2 separate regions of the Mus musculus genome follow, and region 2 is linked to region 1. A link is a contact called in public promoter capture Hi-C data. All regions are on one chromosome and are shown on one strand. Each heading gives the region's core, a stretch centred on a gene start, on an enhancer-like site or on the middle of the called end of the contact. The rest is flanking DNA. Distances are from core to core; before and after follow the strand shown.

Evidence for each region. Capture Hi-C pulls out chosen DNA fragments and counts their contacts.
Region 2: a promoter capture Hi-C map of adipose tissue shows a contact between it and region 1. The contact joins two enhancer-like sites. A contact is called at or near these places in 1 of 115 datasets of contacts at active chromatin or transcription factors (embryonic stem cells) and 1 of 9 other capture datasets (adipose tissue).

The regions. Positions count from the first base shown.
Region 1 is chr5:113,881,950-113,886,151 of GRCm38.p6, reverse strand. It overlaps Coro1c (coronin, actin binding protein 1C), which reads left to right. Exons shown (of 11, transcript NM_011779.3): 2 at 3,995-4,194. The coding sequence starts at 4,000. Among named protein-coding and RNA genes, the nearest start is that of Gm42005, 11 kb to the right of the region's middle. Within about 2 kb of position 2,896, at least 94 of the 459 cell types and tissues checked have an H3K27ac peak or open chromatin away from gene starts, as enhancers often do. A contact at or near this core is called in adipose tissue, where this site is marked.
Region 2 is chr5:114,198,032-114,202,589 of GRCm38.p6, reverse strand. It overlaps Acacb (acetyl-Coenzyme A carboxylase beta), which reads right to left. Exons shown (of 52, transcript NM_133904.2): 12 at 4,250-4,413; 13 at 2,200-2,350; 14 at 1,991-2,094; 15 at 610-691. Among named protein-coding and RNA genes, the nearest start is that of Acacb, 35 kb to the right of the region's middle. Within about 2 kb of position 3,274, at least 74 of the 459 cell types and tissues checked have an H3K27ac peak or open chromatin away from gene starts, as enhancers often do. A contact at or near this core is called in adipose tissue, where this site is marked.

The sequences.
Region 1 (4,202 bases), core at 1,647-4,146:
TTGTTTGCCTATTTTTGAGACAGGGTCACGCTCCGTGTCCTTGGTTGTCCTGGAACTTGATAATAAACTAGTCTGGCCTCTGCTTCCCGAGTTCTGGGATTAAAGCGTTTGCCAGGTGCTTGGGCAAGTGAGTCCTAAGAAACAGCCTCCTGCCCTCTGTCTTTAGCTCTTAACCCACAGCCCCCAAACTTATCTGTATCTGCCTACTATAGGCTTAACACAAACAGGGTTAGCTAGGCTCTGTAGGTCTCTGTACCGCCTCCCGGCACTGTACTGTTGCCAGGGTCTCTCCGGGCCGTAGGGTGTGCTGGTGCATGCGCTCACGCTGAGCAGTGGTCTCTGTGGCAAGAGCAGTTTATCTATTAGACCAGCGAATAGCAGCACTCAGGGTTCTCCCTTTGTTGTGGGGGTGGGAGTGGAGTTGGGGGAGGGGGAGGTCATGTATTCATTTTCAGTTCTCTCAAGAGCCAGGTCAGATGGAAATCTGTTAGAGCACAAGGCACCGAAAGGCCCTTCCAAAGCTCAGCCCACCCGACACCCTAGAGATCCAGAGCAGCCCATCCTACATCAGCGATTCTCTGGCTGCTGGGTTTTATGCTGGGGTAAAGGACCCTTTCATGGAGGGGTTGGTTTTCACTTTTTAAGTGACAGACCTTCTGTGTGCGTTGGACAGATGCATGTCCCTTTGAGCCTTCAGCCCATTTGCGGAATGGTGCTGGTTATATACCCAGGGTCTCACATACAGTAGGCAAAAGCAAGATTGCCTGTAGCCGAGGCTGACTTTGAATACCTCATCTTCCTGCCTCCAGCATGCCTGGCAAGTCTACCTTGAGGATTTTAAATTGTCCTCCCTATCTATCCTGTCTCCTTTTCAATAAGTTCTTTATATATTTTAGGTATCAGTGAATGCCTTATTCGATTTAGGGTTTGCAGCAAATGTCGGTGTATATTTTTACTTACTTTAGTTAGTGTGTGTTGCTGTGACGTGTGTGCCATGGTGTACGTGTGGAGGTCAGAGGCTGACTTGGAGAGGTCAGTTTTCCGTCTCATTGAGCCCTGTCAGCTCCGTCTCTATGTTGCTTGCACAGTGTCAGACGTGAGCTGCTTTTGCTGTCCAGGGCCAGGAAGATTCGCTGCTGTGTCTCCTGGGGGCTTTGTGGGCTCAGTTCCTGTGTCCAGGCTCCTGACCCATTCCATCACCAGCATCTTTCTGTTTGCTTGCTTTCAGGGCTGGCCTGCTGGGTCAGCGCCCTTTGTTGACACTCCATGCCCCGTGAGTGGTTTCATTTCATGTTGAAAGTCAGTTGACTAGAGAAAGTATGGCTTTACCTTGGGGCTGAAGTGCTTTTTTAAAAATGTGATTATTATTATTATTGTTGTTGTTGTATGTTTATGTGTGTACACTGTGTATGTGTGGGTACCTGTCTGTGTGTATACTATGTGTGTGTATGTGGGGGCACGTGTGTGTATGTATGTGTGTGTGGTAACATGTACAGAGATGAGAGGACAGCACTGTGGATGCGGTTTTCTCTTGCCATTTTCACATGTGTTTGGGGACCACACTCAGGTCACCAGGCTGTGCAGCAGGTGTCCTTATGTGCGTGTGCACACTTTGTTTTCTGCATGTGTATCTGTTTATGTGTGTGCACGCTCTCTTTTCTGCATATGTATCTGTTTATGTGTGTGTGCACGCTCTCTTTCCTGCTTCTGCTAGGGATTTACAACACGCCTCTGTCCTTCTGAGCTCCACACAAGATGCTCGGTGAGTGTAGGGACATCCACAGTGGTCACTCCGTGACACCAGTCACTCAGTGACACCCACTTTCTCTCTTCTGAGCTTGGTTGTTGGGTTTGCTCTCTGGTGGGCTCCCTTTCTCTCCTTATACATGGTGTGTATGCCCGTGCATCCCCCTCTATGTGTGCATCTCCCTGTGTATGTGTGTGTGGGGGGGTGGGGGGCAGAGAGAGAGAGAGAGAGAGAGAGAGAGAGAGAGCGCAGAGCGCGAGCAAGACAGACCTGCAGACATGTTTGGTTTTGTTTTTGCATACTTTTCTATTGAGTTGTTTTGTTTTTTTTTTTGTTTTGTTTTTTTTTGTTTTTTGAGACAGGGTTTCTCTGTATAGCTTTGCCTACTTGTTCAGTAGACCAGGCTGGCCTTGAACTCAGAGATCTGCCTGCGTCTGCATCCCAAGTGCCTGGGATTAAAGACATGTGCCACTATATCCGGCTAACTGAAATTGTTTTGTGCTTGTGTGTGTGTGTGTGTGTGTGTGTGTGTGTGTGTGTACCAAATGTGGGGGCTCTGAGGGAGCAATAAACACTCTAACTGCTGACTGAGCCTTATCTTTTGAAACGCTTGCTGGATGTGCTGGTGGGGGCTCTAGCCTTTGTAGAATGGTGACTTGTAGAATGGCTGAAAAGGTGGTGGCTTTGGAGAGCGACCAGTATGGAGGTGTGTTCCTTGAGTCTTTGCCACAGTAGAAGCTGTGTCTGACTCACTGCTGAAGGAAGAACTCACACTGTTCCACAGTGAATGCTGTTGGCCCAGTGTAAGCCCTTAGCATCTCGTACCAAGCATTCAAAGTGTACAGTCCCAGGAGGCAGCAGGGAAGGACAGATAGCAGCTGGGTTACAGAATGCAGGGTGTGGGGTCGTGCCACTGGGCTTCCAGCTCTGCCCAGCCACATGCTCCAGCAGTGCAGAGAGGACACTGCTACACAAGCCTTGCAAAGGTGGACAGAGGCTCTGGCATAAACTTTCTCTGTGTCTAGCAGTGGGAGGGATGTAGACGGCGAGAAATAGCATTGCCCACCTCAGGTCCCACATGGCACAGACAGACAGCTGTTGGCCTCTTCTCTTCACAGCGGTCTAGTTTTCTGTGAATTTGTCAGGGTTTGGCTGTGTGCCGGCTCCACTTAGCTTTCTTTATCCGAGTTCCATTTGTCTTTTTGAACAGAATGCTGTACAGCAGCAGACGGGAAAATTACATCAAGTGCTGGCTAGAAACCTGAGGTGTGGGGCCTGGGGCCCGAAAGAAGCACCAAGCCTCCCATGTTCATGCCCATCTGGCTCCCCAGAGAGGTCCCAGGGCCCCAGCCAGCTGTCACCCACAATCCCCATGCCCAGCTTCCTCTACAAGCAGTTGAGTTGCCTGACCCTGAGCCTCCATCCTGGTCTCTTTTCTCCTCCACACTGGCGTGTTCCCTTCCTTCTGTCCAGCTGCCTCTGCCATGCAGTTCAGGCTTTGGCTGCTGTGGCTTGTAGCCCAGTGTATAGCTCTTCACGTTGGCTAGAATGGAGCTGGCAGACTCCCTGTCCCTGAGGCCTTCATCAGCCACTTCCCGTTTAATTACAGCTCCTTGTTCTAAGACCCGGCTCTTGACTTCTGTGGCAGCCTCAGGTCAGATTTCCTCACTGGCCCTTGGCAGCCAGCGGGCGGTCTGGGTAGTTCTGTGGGCAGCACAGGGGGCCAGGGCAGCAGCCTCTCTGCTCCTGAGCCTGCATAGCTGGTGGTGTGGAGTGACTCAGGAGCCAGCACAGTGCTCAGACAGAGGGATGCTGGTGTCGGCGTGAGGGAGGGTGTTGAAGAACTGGAAACCGACCCTGGCAGGCTGAGGAGAAAGCCACCAAATCACGTCTTGTTTGAGGATTTCCTTCAGCTTCCCACCCACAAAGCTCCTTCGCTTAGGTGGTTTCCTATCTCCAAAGTAGGAAGGGTGGAATGTGTTTTCCCACCCACCCCGAAAGGTGGATTTCCCTTCAGGTCCTGCCTTGATCCTTCTCTTGAAGTGAGCACTCTCTTCTGCCTCTGGATGCTGTGAGCTTTGCCACCTGTTTTGCCGTGCTCTCCCCGCTTCTTCTGCACAGGATCTGGGATTTGCACCTTCCAGGAGCGCCGGCCGTGCCGAGGTGCTGTTTCCAGCTTGCCTGGTGTGGAAGCGCAGCTTTGGTGCACGCAGCTCTCACACACTTCTCGCTGCTCTCTTTTCACAGACACGATGCGGCGAGTGGTGCGGCAGAGCAAGTTCCGCCACGTCTTTGGACAGGCGGTGAAGAATGACCAGTGCTATGACGACATCCGTGTCTCCCGAGTCACCTGGGACAGTTCCTTTTGTGCCGTCAACCCCAGATTCGTGGCCATCATCATAGAAGCGAGTGGGGGAGGGGCCTTCCTGGTGCTCCCTCTGCACAAGGTGAGTGA
Region 2 (4,558 bases), core at 2,025-4,524, 320 kb before region 1:
AGAAGATCCTGAATTGATCCATGCCATGACCTTGGATGTCCCAGCCTCTGGAACTGTGAGTAATGCCTTCTGCTTTTTATAAGACCCTGCTCTATGGCACTTTGCTATAAAAACCTGAATAGAGAGAGAGACACCTGAACATGGACTATGGCTTTCTAGAGAGCTGCTTCATTGGAGGGAGGCATGAGCAGTGAGCTCTGCCCAGGACAGAGGTGTGTGCAGAGAGGGCTGCCAGGAGGGAGGCATGCGCAGTAGAGCTCTGCCAGGAGGGAGGCATGTGCAGTAGAGCTTTGCCCAAAAGGGAGGCATGTGCAGTAAGCTATGGCCCAGGCTCCGCACTTCCATCCCAGTGGAATACCAGCCCAAGGCTTACCCTCATGCATGTATCTTCATAACATACACATGTACTACATCACACATACACAAACGATTTCAGATAAAAGACAGCATTCTTTGGGTTCCACTCAAGATTCCTCCTCTATACTCCGACTGTTAAGAATTCGAGACCGTGGACTACACAGCGCGTCCCGAGGGACACACTGCTCAGACCCTGCTCCACTCCAGGTTCACAGAAGAAATGAAACAAACTCCCAGCAGGCTCAAAATTACCTTGAGAGCATACTTGATGCCGCCGTAAATCAATTCAACGTCCACAATGTTCAGCAGAGAATCAGCAGGGAGGACCTGACCCCTGAAGGAAAAGCCGTGCCTGCCATCAGTCCAGGAAAGAGCAGAGATCCCTCTAGCACTGCCTTGGGCTCACTCAGTGACATCTTCCACGGTTCTCAGGAGGCTGGGGTGGAACTCCATGGCAGAACAGGTGCTCCTGTGTACAAAGCCCTGGGCTCCATCCCCAGTATCAAACAAGCTGCCTATCACCTGGCTTTGGCCCTTCCTGGGCATCAGCAAACCAGGCGGAGTCGAATCTTATTACAAATGTGGGACACAGATCTCAGAGAGGATCTGGTACCTACTGAATGGACCCATGCCGTGACCCTGGATGTCACGGCCTCTAGAACTGTAAGCTCCTGCTCTGTGGTATTGTGCTATGACCTGAATAGAGCCAGGCAAGGTGGCGCATGCCTTTAATCCCAGCACTTGGGAGGCAGAGGCAGGCAGATTTCTGAGTTCGAGGCCAGCTTGGTCTACAGAGTAAATCATTAATATATGTATGTGTATTTATAAATGAGGTAAAGGGGCTGGAGAGATGGCTCAGTGGGTAAGAGCACCCGACTGCTCTTCCGAAGGTCCGGAGTTCAAATCCCAGCAACCACATGGTGGCTCACAACCATCTCATAATGAGATCTGACTCCCTCTTCTGGAGTGTCTGAAGACAGCTACAGTGTAGTCACATATAATAAGTAAATAAATAAATAAATAATCTTAAATAAATAAATAAACGAGGTAAAGATGTCCAGTCTGTGGCCTGCCACCCTCTAGTACATGGGCTGCCAATCATAGGTGTTAAGTGACCACTACTGGCTTTGTCTTTCATGCTTTTTGTGGGGACATTTTGTCTTTCCTTTGTCACTTCTAAAGAGAGGATAATTTGTTCTTATTGCTGGGACACTCAGGGAATGGCCTCTCATGGCCTCTAATAGGCAGGAGACATAAATTCCGCTGTCACCCTTCAATGCATAGGCAGGACAGTCCTGCCCAACAGTGATCCAAGCAGAAGCCTCCTCGCCAGCTTCACCCTGCCCCACGGGCCCTCCAGATCCGCAAGCCTCCCCATATCCACCAGTAGTCTCTCCCAGGCAGTGTGAACCGCAGGCCACAGGAGAGCAGTCCCAGCTCGGTGGCGACTGACCCGCCCTCAAAGCCCACCACCTAGCGTGGTGCACATGCGTGTGATCCCAGCACTCAGGAGGCAGAGGCAGGAGGATCGAGAGTCATCTCCGAACAACAGCAACAGCAAAAGCCTCATTCTGCCTGCCTTCCATGCTGTCCCCACATCCCAGGAGAGCAAGGAGAAGACTGTGCGCCCTACCTTTCCAGGGAGTGCAAGAATTCCGTCATGCAGGTTCTGAACATCGCGTCTGCCACATTCAAGGCCCCACACACCACCCCAAGCATGATGTCCGGCTTCTCTGCCTAGAAAAAGACTCCAGGTCTCAGTACCCGCGGGAAGCACGGATCTCTGCGTACACCCACACCCCGCCCTGGGAGGGAGGGTGGAGAGGTAAAGCGGCCTCTTACCTGCACCCGCTGAGCGATGAGGTGGTCCAGCCACCCCGTGTCGATATCGTTGTTCTGGAAGCTCTCGGTCTCCAGAAGGTTAACGAGATACTCCACAGTGGTCCGGAAGTCACCCCGGATGGACAGTTCCTTCAAAGCCACTACCATGTTCCTGGAGAGACACAGGACTGGTTTCCACGTTTACCCACGGTTCCTGGGAAGTTTGGGATTTGTTTTTTTCAGTGCGTCTGAGCGCACGGGAGGCACATGGACCGGCTTGAGTGACCTCACTTGAGTAACTTAACCACCCCGGGGCCTCAGTTACCTCGTCTGAAAAATGGGGTGATAACCTTGCCACCTGCAGTACTTGAGGGATGCTCCACATAATGCCGTTGCAGTCAACAGGTCTCAGAGTTTAGATCATCCTGATAGGTAATGATTCGAAGAAAGGGGTGGGGCCTCTCTGACTGAGCGCCTGTTCGGCCTCCCCTTGGTCTATTCCCATCTCCTGTCTCATAAAAGCCACTTCTGCCTGTCCCCTGGCTGCTCTGTCCAGGTGTGTCATGGGGAGGTCACATGAAGCCACAGGTCAGTCTCAGGACCTAAATCTGTATGTAACTCGGCCACGCAACTGAGGAAGACTGACTGCCACAGAGGGGTTTGTCTATAGCACGGATCAGGGAGCCAATCACAGAGTCCGGCAAGTGCTTTCCTCTGCTAGACTCTGTCAGCAGTATAAGCTGGAGTTTCTCTAAGTCTGTAGCAGCTGCAGACAGCGCCACAGTCTGAGCCTCTCCGGGAACATGCCGGGCCCACCCACTTCCTTCCGTTAATTAAGTCTCATTTGTTGCAAGTCTCCCTCCACTTTCCCGGAGGACCTCAGTTTGCCACGGAACACGATTAAAATGAATTAGCCTAAGCTGACAGAGGGACAGCACCATCAAAACTGTCAAACTCTCACCCTAAATCAATTCACAGTTAAACAGCCAGACCAGAGTCTAACATTTTTTTAAATGAAATACTCTCGATGCCTTTGGGCTCTTTACGCTCTGAAGAGTGGTTTGGTTGCCTGGCAGCACAGGATGCTTAACTACAACACAAAGTGCGTTTCACCTTCCTGGACTGGTGTAGAGGCAGGGAGATGTTAAGAGGAAAGACAGGGGGAGTATTGGGTTAATATGAGTTTCTCAGTCTGTTTAACTGTGACAGGATTTGCTAAGCAGGGATCACAGGCCATGTCACAAGCGTGGAGTAGAGAGCAGGGAGGAAGAGGAACCCCAGAAGAAACTGAGTCTTGGAGTAAAGATGGTGTGCAAACTATGAGGTGTTAAAGGTGCCCCCACCCTCTCCTGAGCCGAGTGCTGGGCACCGTTTAGACAGCTTTGAATGGTTTAGGGTCTCTTTGAAGTTAGCTCTCTTGCACACTCAAGACCCAGGGGCCTGGTGGGCTCCCTGCTCTTCACCACAGGTCTCCAACAGAGGAAGAGAATTGTTCTTGAACTTCAGTACTTAAAACAGTAAGTGATGCATAGGGAAGGACCTGTGTGTGTGTGTGTGTGTGTGTGTGTGTGTGTGTGTGTGCAGGTGCATGCACACTGATGCAAGTATATATGGGTCACAGGAGTTTGGTGTATGTGTGCATGCATGTGTGTGTGTGTGTGTGCAGGTGCATGCACACTGTTGCAAGTATAAATGGGTCACAGGAGTTTGGTGTATGTGTGCATGCATGTGTGTGTGTTCAGGTGCATGCACACTGTTGCAAGTATAAATGGGTCACAGGAGTTTGGTGTATGTGTGCATGTGTGCATGTGTGTGTGTGTGTGTGTGTGTGTGTGCAGGTGCATGCACACTGTTGCAAGTATAAATGGGTCACAGGAGTTTGGTGTATGTGTGCATGCATGTGTGTGTGTATGTGTGTGTATGTGTGTGTATGCGTGTGCATGCACCTCCAGCTGCCTTGTGGAGTCTGGGGTCAAACTCAGGTATTCAGGCCTATACACAAGTACTTCTGAATGTTTCTAGAACTGGGAAGCGGGGTTGGAGGAACGGGAAGGGAACCGGAGATACTGACGAAATGGCCTCTTCACGGTTCTCGCCCCAGGAGAAGCAGTGCCCAAACTGGGAATCGGCGAACTCGTGCAAGCCCCCAGCAGCGGCCACGCTGAAGTAACCCCACACGTTCTTGTTGCTGCGGAAGTTCAGCTCCTGCACTGTCCCCGAGCTTGGCTTAAAGCCCTGGAGCCCAGACAGAGGAAAAAGAGAAACAGAAGTCAGTTCTCTGAGCACTTGGTTGGGGAGATAGCCCAGTCCCGCAAATAGCACTGACTTCCCAAGCAGAAGGACCTGTGTTCGATCCCCACAGCACTCACAGACTGGACAT